Linked DNA regions of Zea mays: all the other regions are linked to region 2. A link is a contact called in public Hi-C data. All regions are on one chromosome and are shown on one strand. Each heading gives the region's core, a stretch centred on a gene start, on an enhancer-like site or on the middle of the called end of the contact. The rest is flanking DNA. Distances are from core to core; before and after follow the strand shown.

Region 1 (2,832 bases), core at 228-2,727, 960 kb after region 2:
TTCAATTCAGGAGCACTGGCAATGATATTGTGGTAGACATCAATTGCATGGTTTACCCTTCCTAACTGGCACAAACTATCCAGTAACCCAGCATGAGTGTAGCTGTCTGGGCTGGTGCACGTGTCAATTCTATCAATGTAGAATTGGATGGCTTCAGATGGAAAACCTGATTTGCACAGACTACTCAACACAGAATTGCAGGCCACAAGATCAAGAGAGATATCGGAGCTTAAAATCAAGCTGTGAAGAAGGCCCATATTCTGTGAAAACTGCAATACCTGAGCTAAAGTAGATAAAGTGTATGCATCTGGCTTTATCTGACTGCCAAGAATATGCATGTAAATATTTAGTGCCTCATTGTATCTTCTCTCCTTTAGCATGCTGTCCATCAGAACATTATACAAAACAATGTCTGGTCTGCAACTAGCGGACATCATTGACCCCAAAAGCTCGCTGGCCTTTTCATGCCTACCAGCTCGCAACAATCCCCTGACAAGTGGAGTGTAGGTGACCACTGAAGGAGAAGAACCAGAATCCGCCATCTTTGCAAGCATATTACAAGCCTCCTCTAGTCGCCCCTCACGGCACAGACGAGCGATCAAACATGTCCACATGGCTGAGGTGAGATTGCAACCCGAAACAAGCGCGAAAGAAAACAGCTGCAGAAGCTCAGACATAGTTCCAGCCTTACTGCAGCAGGCAAAAACCGCAGTGAGAGAAGCTGCACTTGGGACAAACCCCAGCTGTAGCATTTCAATAAAACAACTCCGGGCTCCTGACCAGCCCCCAGCCCTGCAGAGATGGGTGAGCACAATGGCGTAGGTGAGGTAATTGGGTGCCGGGTAGTACTGCAACGTGTGTCGCGCTGCGTCGAGATGGCCTGTCCTGAGCTGGACGTCGAGGACGACATTGCAGGCGAAGGCATTGGGTTGGAATCCCCAAAGGCGCATTTGATAGAACAGATCGAGTACGATAGGGTAGAGCCCCCCGCGCCAGTAGAGCCTGAGCAGGAGCAGGAAAGTCTGGGGCTTGACGTGGACGCCGAGGGCCTGGAGCTCGCGGATAAGCTTGTTGGCAGTGCCGAGGCGAGAGGCGAGGCGGGAGGCGGCGGGGAGGAGGCGGTCGAAGGAGGAAGGCGGGTGGAAATAGCCGGGGCGGCGGGCACACCACAGGAAGAAGGAGAGCGCGATGCCGTCTGAGGGGCAGCGAGCGACGGCGGCTTCGACTATCTGCGGCGTTGGCAGCTGCGGCGGAGGCTGAGGCTGGGGCTTGGAAGCGAAGAAAGCGGCTGCGAGCGGCGCCGTCCTCCTGCGCGTGCCGTGGAGCATGGAAGCAAGTGAGCGGGTACCGAGGCGTCGTCGCAAGCATTGCAAGCCCAGACGACGCGCGGGAGGGAAGTAGGGAACACAAGCAACGGTGCGGCGCTCAATCGCCGCCGGTTGGCTGCCGCACGGCGGCGGCGTGTGGGCACGCTGCTTCAGCTGCAGCCTGCAGGTAGCCCATGAACGTGCGGCCCACGGGCCCAGCCTGAGCCCACTTCCACGTCCTATACAAATGGAAAAGAAAATTATATTAGCACCATCAACTTATTGGTGGTGGACTCATGGTCTACTTCAGTCACTCACTATAAAACTAAAGACAATTGCATGATCGTCTCTTCTCACGATTCTAACTATATTTTTATCCCTAATTTTCGAATTTTGCACCATTGTGCTTCTTTTTTTAAACGAAACACCTGATTCTGTTATAAACACATAACGATGTTGCCATTTGCCCCTTTTATTATCAACTTTTTTGCAAATTTGCTCTCGCTTTGATATAAAAGTTAGTATAAGTAAGACATAAATCCGACTATAAATTTGAAAATCCATTTTTTTTCCAAATTCAAAGTTTTAAAAACATCAAATTTATTGAAAACAAATTAAATTTAACATTACATTTTAACGATTTTTTATTAATATTTTAATTACAATAGAAGTTTAGAGTATAAGTAAGTATGACTAAATCGATCATAAATTTGAAAATCAATTACTTCAAATTCAAAATTTCAAATACTTCGAATTTAATAAAAAATTAAATTTAACATTATAATTTAACAAAATTAAATGTAATGTTAAATTTAATTTTTTTTCATTAAATTCGAAGTAATTGAAATTTTGAACTTGAAATAATTGGTGTTCAAATTTATGGTCGGACTTATGTCATACTTATACTCTAAACTTTTATATCAACGTGGGGTGCAAATTAGCAATCAGTTGATGATAAGTGTTTTCATTAAATTCGAAGTATTGAAATAAAAAATTAAATTTAAGGTCAAAATTATGTCATACTTATACTCTAAACTTTTATATCAAAGTGTGGGCAAATTTACAAACAATTGATAATAAAAGGGGCAATGGTGCAATGGTACGAACGTATTTTTTTAGATAATGCTTACAACGAAATAGGGGCAAACAAAGGTTTTTGTTTCAAAAGGGGGCAATGGTGCAAAGTTCGAAAAATATGGATAAAATGGATTTAAAATCGTGAGCAAGGTCAACCATGCAATTGTCCCATAAAACTGTGTATTCTACCCTCAAACTATTGAAAATGCTAAATAATCCCTTGAGACGGTTTTGAAAGTGGTTTTACTGATGTGTTATTTTTAGAAATCTATATTATGGGGGGTGGATATCCTTGGGTGGCCATAACTCGACTATGATCCGTGGGTCGCTCGAGAGACCTTGTTGGGTCGGGTGGCTAGGCATCACAAGTTATAAGTCGGATACGACCAGACATAGGCGGAACCGTGGTTACATGGGCGTCAAGGCGCGTGGACCGAATCTTGTGCAT
Region 2 (2,858 bases), core at 24-2,523:
AACAAGTCTACTATTTACACTAATCTAGTGGAGAAGCTTCTGAAGACGTTCCACCTTGTAACCGACAGGCAAACGAAAAAGAGCCGGAGAAGAAACGCCAAAAGACAGTATGATCCTGCTAAGGGAAAATTGTCAGAAATCAGTAAGATAATTGTTGCTGCACTTTATATGCAGCAAAACAATATTGGATTACAGCAGGACACTCAAAAAAAAAAGGAATGACTATGGTATCAATTTTCCAGTGAGACCCTGGGAAAAATCCAAATCTTAATGCTGTCACTAGCTGTTATGTTAAGCATGGCCAAACAGATTATAGAAGTGCACACATCTTTTGTCATGTCGTGGTGCAAAAATGTTCTTTCCATGAAAAATAAGTCAACCTGTTGACTAGCAATGCCTAGGGAGTGCTGCAACCATATAGACAGATAGAGAGGCTTTTACTATTATGGTATTATTAGCCATGAAGGTCTGCTGCTGGTGAGGGAGCAAGATGCTTGTACTAACCTACAGATAACATGGTTATGAAATAATCTATGGTGATGGATTAAAGCACCAAATATTCTCTTTCATGCACAAATTAGCAGTTAACCAATGAATTTAACTGAACATGGAGCAAGAAAACTTGTATCTTAGACCATATCCATTGCAGAGCACATGGCAGGGCAGTAAATGACTAGTCAAGTAATAGAAGTAAACATCAGAATATGGTGCATAGGGTAAAATTCAGCGGAATTCTGACAAAATCCACTCAGTTTCCATGGATAATTTAACAAGTAATTAAACAGGACTGCAGTGCAGGAATGGAAATTTTTGAAAAGTCAACAATACATAGAAGAATCGATTTGGTGATCTCAAATCTGCTTTAGCCCCCAACAATTCACATCTTCATAGCACATATAATTGGCATCCAACAAATCGAACATGAAGGCTACAGATCAAAAAAAAAGCTTCCAGATCGAAAATACATACATATACAATATACAAGGGGATCCTCTTCGCCGAGGAACCAGTCAGTCAGACAAGCAGATCCGCCGATCGACGACGCTTACCTAGGGTTAGTAGTGGGGGCGTTAGCAGGGGCGACGGCGGACGAATAAATTGATTGCTTCATCTCTCCCTATCGGATCCCTTTTGCTCCCCCTAGGTCACCGCCCCTACCGACCCCACTTTATCCCCAGGCGATAGCCGGAGGTGGGGGTTCTCGCCGGAGCTTCTGCTGCTGCTTCCCTCGCCAGCGATATTGAACTGGGTCGAGGTGAGCGCAGCACGAATCGACGGCGGGGGGGGGGGGGGGGGGGGGCGAAGGTAGGAACTAGGAAGAAGGCAGGAGCTATGCGGTGGTGGAATTATTGAACACGGAGCAGAAGAGATGAGGGCGAGGTCCACGCACGCGGCACGCCTTTGCCGTGACCCCACCTGCGTTATTATTATTCCGGCCTATCCTATCCACCCACCGCCCTCCGTCCTCGATCGCTCTCCGACGCATGGGTCCGGACCCACCTGGGCACGGGTACGCAAGGCGCTAAACTTGGATGCCAAGTTGCCAGCCTCTTTCCTTGCGCCATAAGCAAAAAAAATGGCGAGCGGGCGACGTCGTGATGCCGACATGCGTGCTTGCATCGGACGGTTCACGCTTGAGGTCAACGGTACCTGTCCCACAGCAGCCGCATCACGGCCGTCCACACGTTGCAGGTTTTTGTTTTTCGTTAAATTATGGAGTAAATTCTAATGGTTTGCGTGCGTGTGTCGGGCAGAGGCGACGTGCTGATGCCGTATTCTGAATTCTTGCGCCCAACGTTCAGATTGGCCTTCGCAGCCCAACTGGATATCCATATCAATTTGCTGGCTAGTGTGTCAGTATGTATAGTTTTGGTGGATTGAACTTAATTGCACGTCGTGTTTCACGAATCTATGGAGAACTTTGGCCCACGCCATCGAGGATTTGTTGGCGCTGATCTAAATAATACTTGCGCTTTCTATGTGGTTTCCTACTCCATGGCTGCGCACTAGAGAAAACTAACATCATTTCCATCACCATCGTGTACACCTAATAAACTTTATTAAGTGCTAGATACAATACTTGTGTGAAAAATGATCATCTGAACAGACCTCAGACTCGGAGTCGATACGACTGACTGCAGACCTAATAAGATTTTTATGTAGCCAGAGCCAGAGCCAGGTATTGAATACTACTTTACCAAACAATCGTTGATTGCCAGAAGTCTTCGAGTCTTGATGAAACAAATGCAGATACGAAGATTGACCACTAGAGCTTAGTTTGGCAGCGAGAGGACAAAAAGCCCCGGGAAATAATCCAGCAAGAGGATTTTAAAAGTATTTTAAATGATACTTTAATTTTCATGGAGGATTTTTTTCACTCTGTTATATTTGGCAATCAAGGGGCCAAATACCCGTCTTGTGCAAAAAAAAAAAAATCAAAATCAGGAAAAAAAAATCAAACAGCAACTACTCATCCATCATCACATCACACGTACGGATAGTTGTGTGAACATTAGAAAAATGTTTAAAAATAGCACACAAAGTTTAATTTGAATAAAATCAAATATTCAACAAACTTAATCCATCACCAAATCACATAAAATCATCTCCATTTACACGTATAGATAATATAACATAAAAATGAAGTACAAGCTTCTTTATTAGGAACTTTGCCACTAAAATAAATTATGAGTTTAACCCCTTTTCCACAAGCTTCATGTAGATTGCCATTGCATTTTCCTTCTCCATGTTAGCTTTACTTATCACTACTAAAGTAACATCAACTGATACACAGTTTAGTTTACATGGTTACACAAAGAACATGAACATGGTTCCATGCACATAGCCAAAGCAATAGC
Region 3 (2,807 bases), core at 50-2,549, 800 kb after region 2:
TTGCATGCATGATGCATGGCTGCACATTCTTATGCGATTAGAAGCGGTGGAAGAACCGTGGAATTGAAAGAAACTGAGCTAGGGTGTGCAAGTGCCCACACGAGAGCAGAATCTCTGTTGTTTGTGTCAAATGCGTAGCTATAGAATTTCATGCGCCGGATTGGTTCCCTATCGGGTACATGCAGCCGCAGATTCTCAAGGATGTGTTTGGTTTGCGGATCAGTAGAGTATGACTACCCTAACTCGTATACCCATATCCGAGCTCCCATGAGACATGCTCAACATATGCGAGAGAATCGGGTGTTTGGTTAGGTGAACAGGTTTATACATTTATATAAGGTGCTGTTTGGTTCACATATTTGTAACGCAAATGCTGGTAACCGATAACGTTAAACCATGTTTATTTAAGTCTAACCGTAATCAGATACCATATTAGAAACTCATACAATTCTATTCGAACTTGTTATCTCTGGTAATTGAGTGTGAGTCGTTAGTGTTGTCATTTACGTTACGGTTCACGAACCAAACGACACCATATTATTTAGTTGCTTACGTTAGAACAAGATTAGATAAAATAATAAACAAATTAGTTTTGTTCATAGAAATGTCAAGGCCATAAAAATAAATTTGGCGTATTAATTACTCACTCCGTTTCTTTTTATTTGTCGCTGGATAGTGCAAAATTACACTATCCAGCGACAAATAAAAAGAAACGGAGAGAGTAGATGACTGTCTAATGGGAGCCTGGCTCTTCGTGTACAGGCTAACGTGGCCAGGCTCTGCGCATCCGTGATCCAAACACAGGGATAATGAAACCAAAGGCAAGCGAGTGAGTTGGGAGCAGAATCAAAGGGATTACTGATCGTGCGTGCAACTCAGACGAGACGGAGGCGCGCAGGAGTGATGCCGGGCATGATTGATACATGATGATGCTTTTTTTTCGTGTGTGTGTGTGTGGGCGACTGAAAATTTGCAACTACAAGTTGGTTGAAAGTTTGCGCGTGCTGGGTTGGAAGCCCATCACGCCGTCTCGGTTGATACAAGAGTTTTCCTTATTGCGACGGCTAAAAACTGACGGCATCGTGCTGCATCGTGGTGCCCTACGCTGGCAGGAGACGCTCAGTTAGGTAGGACCCCACATGGCAGGGAGCAGAGCACCTAACTACGTGGGGTGGGTCGTCGTTGCTTTGGCGCGCGTTTGTGCGCCCCCACCCCGCTTCCCGTCCCGGCCTCCCCGTGCCAGACCAATCGACCACTTCAATTCCAGCTAGCTCCAAGCATTCAAATAACCGTGCCAGGGCAGCTGGCGTTTCCATGGGCGCCATCCCCCCAGGTCCATTTTGCTTCTTCCGTTCCGCTTTCATCCTCCTCTTGGACTTGGCCTCTCTCGACCTGCTACTAAACACTCCGGATTAGTCGTCGTTGTCTGCAGCGAGGAACAAAAGGTGATGGATCGATCGATTGATCATATCACTCACCATTTCATTCTCTCTGTGTCTCTTTTATTTTATCTGTTTATTATGCAAAAAAAAAACTCCAAATAAAAACATCTACTATACTCTATCCTAGTTGCCATTTCGACTTTGATCTGCTGCCGCATTTATGCTTTCCATCTCAAAGCTATAGCATGTATTATAACAACTTGGCATCACCATCATCTGCTCACGCCAAAACTTTCCCATCCTTTGCTTGCGCAAACCGGATTCTTTGCAGATAGCCATAATAACAGCAGAGCACGACCATTTTGGACTCCCAACAAGGACCAGCAGGGGCAGGGCAATTAATTAAACGAGCACTGACGCCAGCCAGCCATGGCGTCCAAGGGGATCCTTAAAAACAGCGGCTCCCGCCGCATGCCGCCGCAGGGCGCCGGCAGCAGGCCGCCCACGGCGCCCACGTCGGCGCCCACGGTCGTCTTCGGGCGCCGGACCGACTCTGGGCGCTTCATCAGCTACTCTCGCGACGACCTGGACTCGGAGATCAGCAGCGTCGACTTCCAGGACTACCACGTCCACATCCCCATGACGCCCGACAACCAGCCCATGGACGAGGACGACAGCGGCACAGCCAGGGCCGAGGACCAGCGCTACGTCTCCGGCTCGCTCTTCACCGGCGGCTTCAACACCGTCACCCGCGCGCATGTCATGGACAAGCCCGACGGCGACGCCGCCGGGCGCCGCGGCGGCGGCGGTGCCAAGGGACCCAGCGCGTGCATGGTCGAGGGGTGCGACGCCAGGGCCATGCGCGACGCCCGCGGCGATGACGTCCTCCCCTGCGAGTGCGATTTCAGGGTCTGCGTCGACTGCTTCACCGACGCCGTCAAGGCCGGCGCCGGCGTCTGCCCGGGGTGCAAGGAGCCTTACAAGAACACCGAGTGGGAGGGCCTTGGCGCCGGCGCGGCCGAGGAGGTCACGCGGGCGCTCTCGCTGCCCCGCGGGCCTGCGGGCGCCAACGGCCACAGGATGGAGAGGCGCCTGTCGCTGGTCAAGCAGGCCAACGTCAACCAGTCCGGCGAGTTCGATCATAACCTCTGGCTCTTCCAGACCAAGGGCACCTATGGCTATGGCAACGCCATCTGGCCCCAGGATGAAGCAGACGACGACACCGACGGCGGTGCCCCGGCTGGGCATCCCAAGGAGCTCTTAACCAAACCGTGGCGCCCGCTCACCCGCAAGCTCAGGATTCCAGCAGCCGTCATCAGTCCTTACAGGTCCTTGTCGTCGTGAATTCTTATACGTACATTAAAATAGTAGTTATTTCTACTTTATTCACATTTTGTTCCTCCCATCCCATCCAGGCTCCTCGTC
Region 4 (2,922 bases), core at 28-2,527, 710 kb after region 2:
GACGTGTCTAAAACATGTGTCTTACCATATTCATTGTACAAATCAGAGCATTCAATAAATTAAATTGACTAATCAGCTAGTCTCATGTCTCGAGCATAGAGCTAAGACGTGTCTTCGTCAAGATACGTGTCTTGAGCTTTTTACATTTACCCACTTAGACACACTCGAAGACACAGCTCGAAACACCCATTGTACATGCCCTAATGTGGCATGTCAGCATGTGAAATTACTAGGTTGGTTCCATGCGACTACGCAAGCAATTTGGCATAAGGGCATGTACAACCCACATAAATGATACGTATCTTGAGAAGTATTAAAGATTTAAAGGGGTAAGTGCAAAAAAACACAATAGACATATCTTGGTGAAGGAATGTCCCTAGCATGGTTCTCAAAGTCTAGATACGGTTTCACACATACAACTCACATAAATAAACCGTATATTAAGGAGTTTTAGTGAATAAAATACAAGACTTAGATACATTGGTTTATACGAAGGAATTTCTTAGATGTATCTAGTACTTGGAGAACTACAACATAGTATCTAGGTTGTACGACTACTTTGGCTGGGCAGCTGTGCCTTCATTGCTAGAGTAGAGACACCAGTAGTGGCAGCGGATAGTGACGCAAATGCAGTTATAGTGCGTAACGATCCAAAAGAGATATGGGCAATATAAGCGCAAGGCGGACTGCATTTGGAAGCAGCAGCAGCAACCAAACCTTCCTCGTCGAGCAGCGACAAGGGTCCCACCACCTCCTCGGCACCCATATAGGAGGCGAGCACAGCGCCCTTGGCCGGGACCCGCGGGCCCCGTCCCCCTCCGGTAGCCCTCCACGCGGCCTTGGCTTCCAGCCGGAGTGCCCCGCGGCGGAACCATAGCAGCCTCGCCGGCGCAGCAACGATGGCGGGCCGCAGCGAGGCCAACCAGGGCGACAGCGAGGAGGCAGCGGAAGCGGGGCAGGCGCCCCCTGCGAACGCGACCAGCGGCGGAGCGTGCATGGGGTCTGGGGGGGGGGGGGGGGGGGGCGGCGAAGAAAGGTTCTAGAAACCTAATAATCCGAAAACCCTAGTGGGAATGGCGGCCTGGGAAATAGCGCATGAGTTCAGCTGAGGCGGAAGCCGGACGGAGAGGGCGAAGAAGGCGTCGACAGTCGACACGAGAAGCCTCGGCCCGCTCACCCCTGCTAGCAGCATATTTTCCTCGATTTTTCTGTTTAGTTTTTCTCCTCAGAAATTTAAAATAGGGCCTTTTGTGTGTGGTTAGGATTTGTCGAGGAAAATTATTGGATGACACGGCACCTTTCTATTCCCTTATTTTGGCACATACGGCATTGTGTTAGGGCATGGCTGAGCCCGTAGAACGGTTTCTAAATAAAAGATAAAATAAAATAAGAGAAACAACTAAGAGACTGTATAATACAACTTTGAGTTTTTAGATAATAAATTAGACGAGTGACCGTGTGTTACAACGGGAACATATAATGTCACAATAACTTATAACTTATATACAATAACTTTAATATCTTATAAAATCGTTAACAACAACCAACACAAAACTAAACTAATACAAAGATCAAATTCACTTTAAAGTTTCATACAATTTAGTGTGCAAGTAATAGCACATAAGCCCTTAAAAGATACACAAACTTTTTCGTGGTCCATTAGGTTATGATATCCCTTTTCCATCCTTTCTATCCCATGAATTAAACGCCACCACATTATTGTCACATTTAAATCTTTTCACACTATATCCCTGTGTCTGTATTGTCACTCTTTCTACCTTGGTCTGTTCTATGAACAAAAATATTGGCTGTTTTTTTTTTTGCTTGAGGCCATCTCTGACATGGTCATGAACAGATCCAGTCTCGGTTATATGATTTATTCTTGTTTCGCTCTTTGCAGAAATTTTTCGTTTAGAACGTCATCCAATTGTAGAGTTTGCACTTGATGATTTTAAAAAGGTGAGGTTTCAGAAGATTTGAATGGAACGGCATCACAAGTCAGCAGCAGAAACTGCAGAACTTCAGCAGACCCCTTCAGGGAATCAACCTGCAAGTGAAGGTCATAATGCATTTCTTGTTAGGTATGTGCCACGAGAGTTAAAAATTAATATAAAACATAGATACGGAACGATAAATATTACTATAATAAATAAAATATGTGTGACAAAATATCACTATAACACTAATATTATATTAACGATATAAATATGTCGACTCCAATAGAATGAACTGATGTCGAACAAATATTATAATATTGTATAAATTATTTCTAAAGAATCAATATAGAATTCTGAATGATAGACAAATATATCGATATTCTCATACACAAATCTAATATTATTTCTAAAAAATCAATATAGAATTCTCATAACTTAACAGATCGATCAACTGCTGCGAGTGGGACCACCTCCGGTGCAACGAGGCACGAGCGTGTGAACGTCTTCATTGATGGCGCAGACAGCTTGCGTGGTTAGATCCCGTCAGCGGTGGGTAGGCTCACGAAGCTCATGTTGATGACCCCGTTCCAGCTACTGGGGCTCACGGGCTCCATCCCGGACTACCTCACTGTATTGTCCAACTTGCAGTTCCTCACCATCTCTCACACTAACGAGTCCAGTAGCATCTCGGAGTCCCTGACATGGCTGTAGAGAGGCGACGATGCGACGGGGGTAGGGCTGGTTGAGGTCGGCGCCGAGGCCGAAAGGCGAGGACGAGGGCGGGGGCATGACCTGGCCTATGGGCGCCTCCCTTCGCCTATGGACGCCTCCCTTCGCTCTTAATAGTAGAGACTAGGTAAGTGCCCGTACGTTGCAACGGGAACATATAATATCATGATAACTTATGTACAAATGTGTGTTATACTGTTATGCGAAAAGATTTTGTAATCCATTTGTGATCCTAGCCATACATAAATTTTGGTAT

The links. A called contact is a pair of places that touch in the nucleus more often than the background predicts.
Region 1: a Hi-C map of ear shows a contact between it and region 2, with 2.0 times the contacts expected there. The contact joins the enhancer-like site here to the promoter of LOC103637733 in region 2. A contact is called at or near these places in 2 of 25 Hi-C or Micro-C datasets (ear and tassel).
Region 3: a Hi-C map of leaf shows a contact between it and region 2, with 2.8 times the contacts expected there. The contact joins the promoter of LOC103637736 here to the promoter of LOC103637733 in region 2. A contact is called at or near these places in 4 of 25 Hi-C or Micro-C datasets (ear, leaf and tassel).
Region 4: a contact with region 2 is called in a Hi-C map of bundle sheath, with 6 times the contacts expected there. The contact joins the promoter of LOC103637735 here to the promoter of LOC103637733 in region 2. A contact is called at or near these places in 5 of 25 Hi-C or Micro-C datasets (bundle sheath, ear, leaf and 1 more) and 1 of 3 datasets of contacts at active chromatin or transcription factors (seedling).

Annotation. Positions count from the first base shown.
Region 1 is chr1:106,418,309-106,421,140 of Zm-B73-REFERENCE-NAM-5.0, forward strand. LOC103644840 (putative pentatricopeptide repeat-containing protein) reads right to left here. Exons shown (of 4, transcript XM_020542082.1): 2 at 1-1,546. Among protein-coding and RNA genes, the nearest start is that of LOC103644840, 7.7 kb to the right of the region's middle. Within about 2 kb of position 1,478, at least 17 of the 20 cell types and tissues checked have an H3K27ac peak or open chromatin away from gene starts, as enhancers often do. A contact at or near this core is called in ear and tassel, where this site is marked.
Region 2 is chr1:105,462,957-105,465,814 of Zm-B73-REFERENCE-NAM-5.0, forward strand. LOC103637733 (probable inactive poly [ADP-ribose] polymerase SRO1) reads right to left here and starts at 1,274. Exons shown (of 7, transcript NM_001428418.1): 1 at 1,050-1,274; 2 at 1-115.
Region 3 is chr1:106,260,188-106,262,994 of Zm-B73-REFERENCE-NAM-5.0, forward strand. LOC103637736 (cellulose synthase-like protein D1) reads left to right here and starts at 1,300. Exons shown (of 5, transcript XM_008660569.2): 1 at 1,300-1,445; 2 at 1,714-2,710; 3 at 2,798-2,807. The coding sequence starts at 1,812.
Region 4 is chr1:106,175,817-106,178,738 of Zm-B73-REFERENCE-NAM-5.0, forward strand. LOC103637735 (glycerol-3-phosphate acyltransferase, chloroplastic) reads right to left here and starts at 1,278. Exons shown (of 14, transcript XM_008660557.4): 1 at 718-1,278. The coding sequence starts at 997.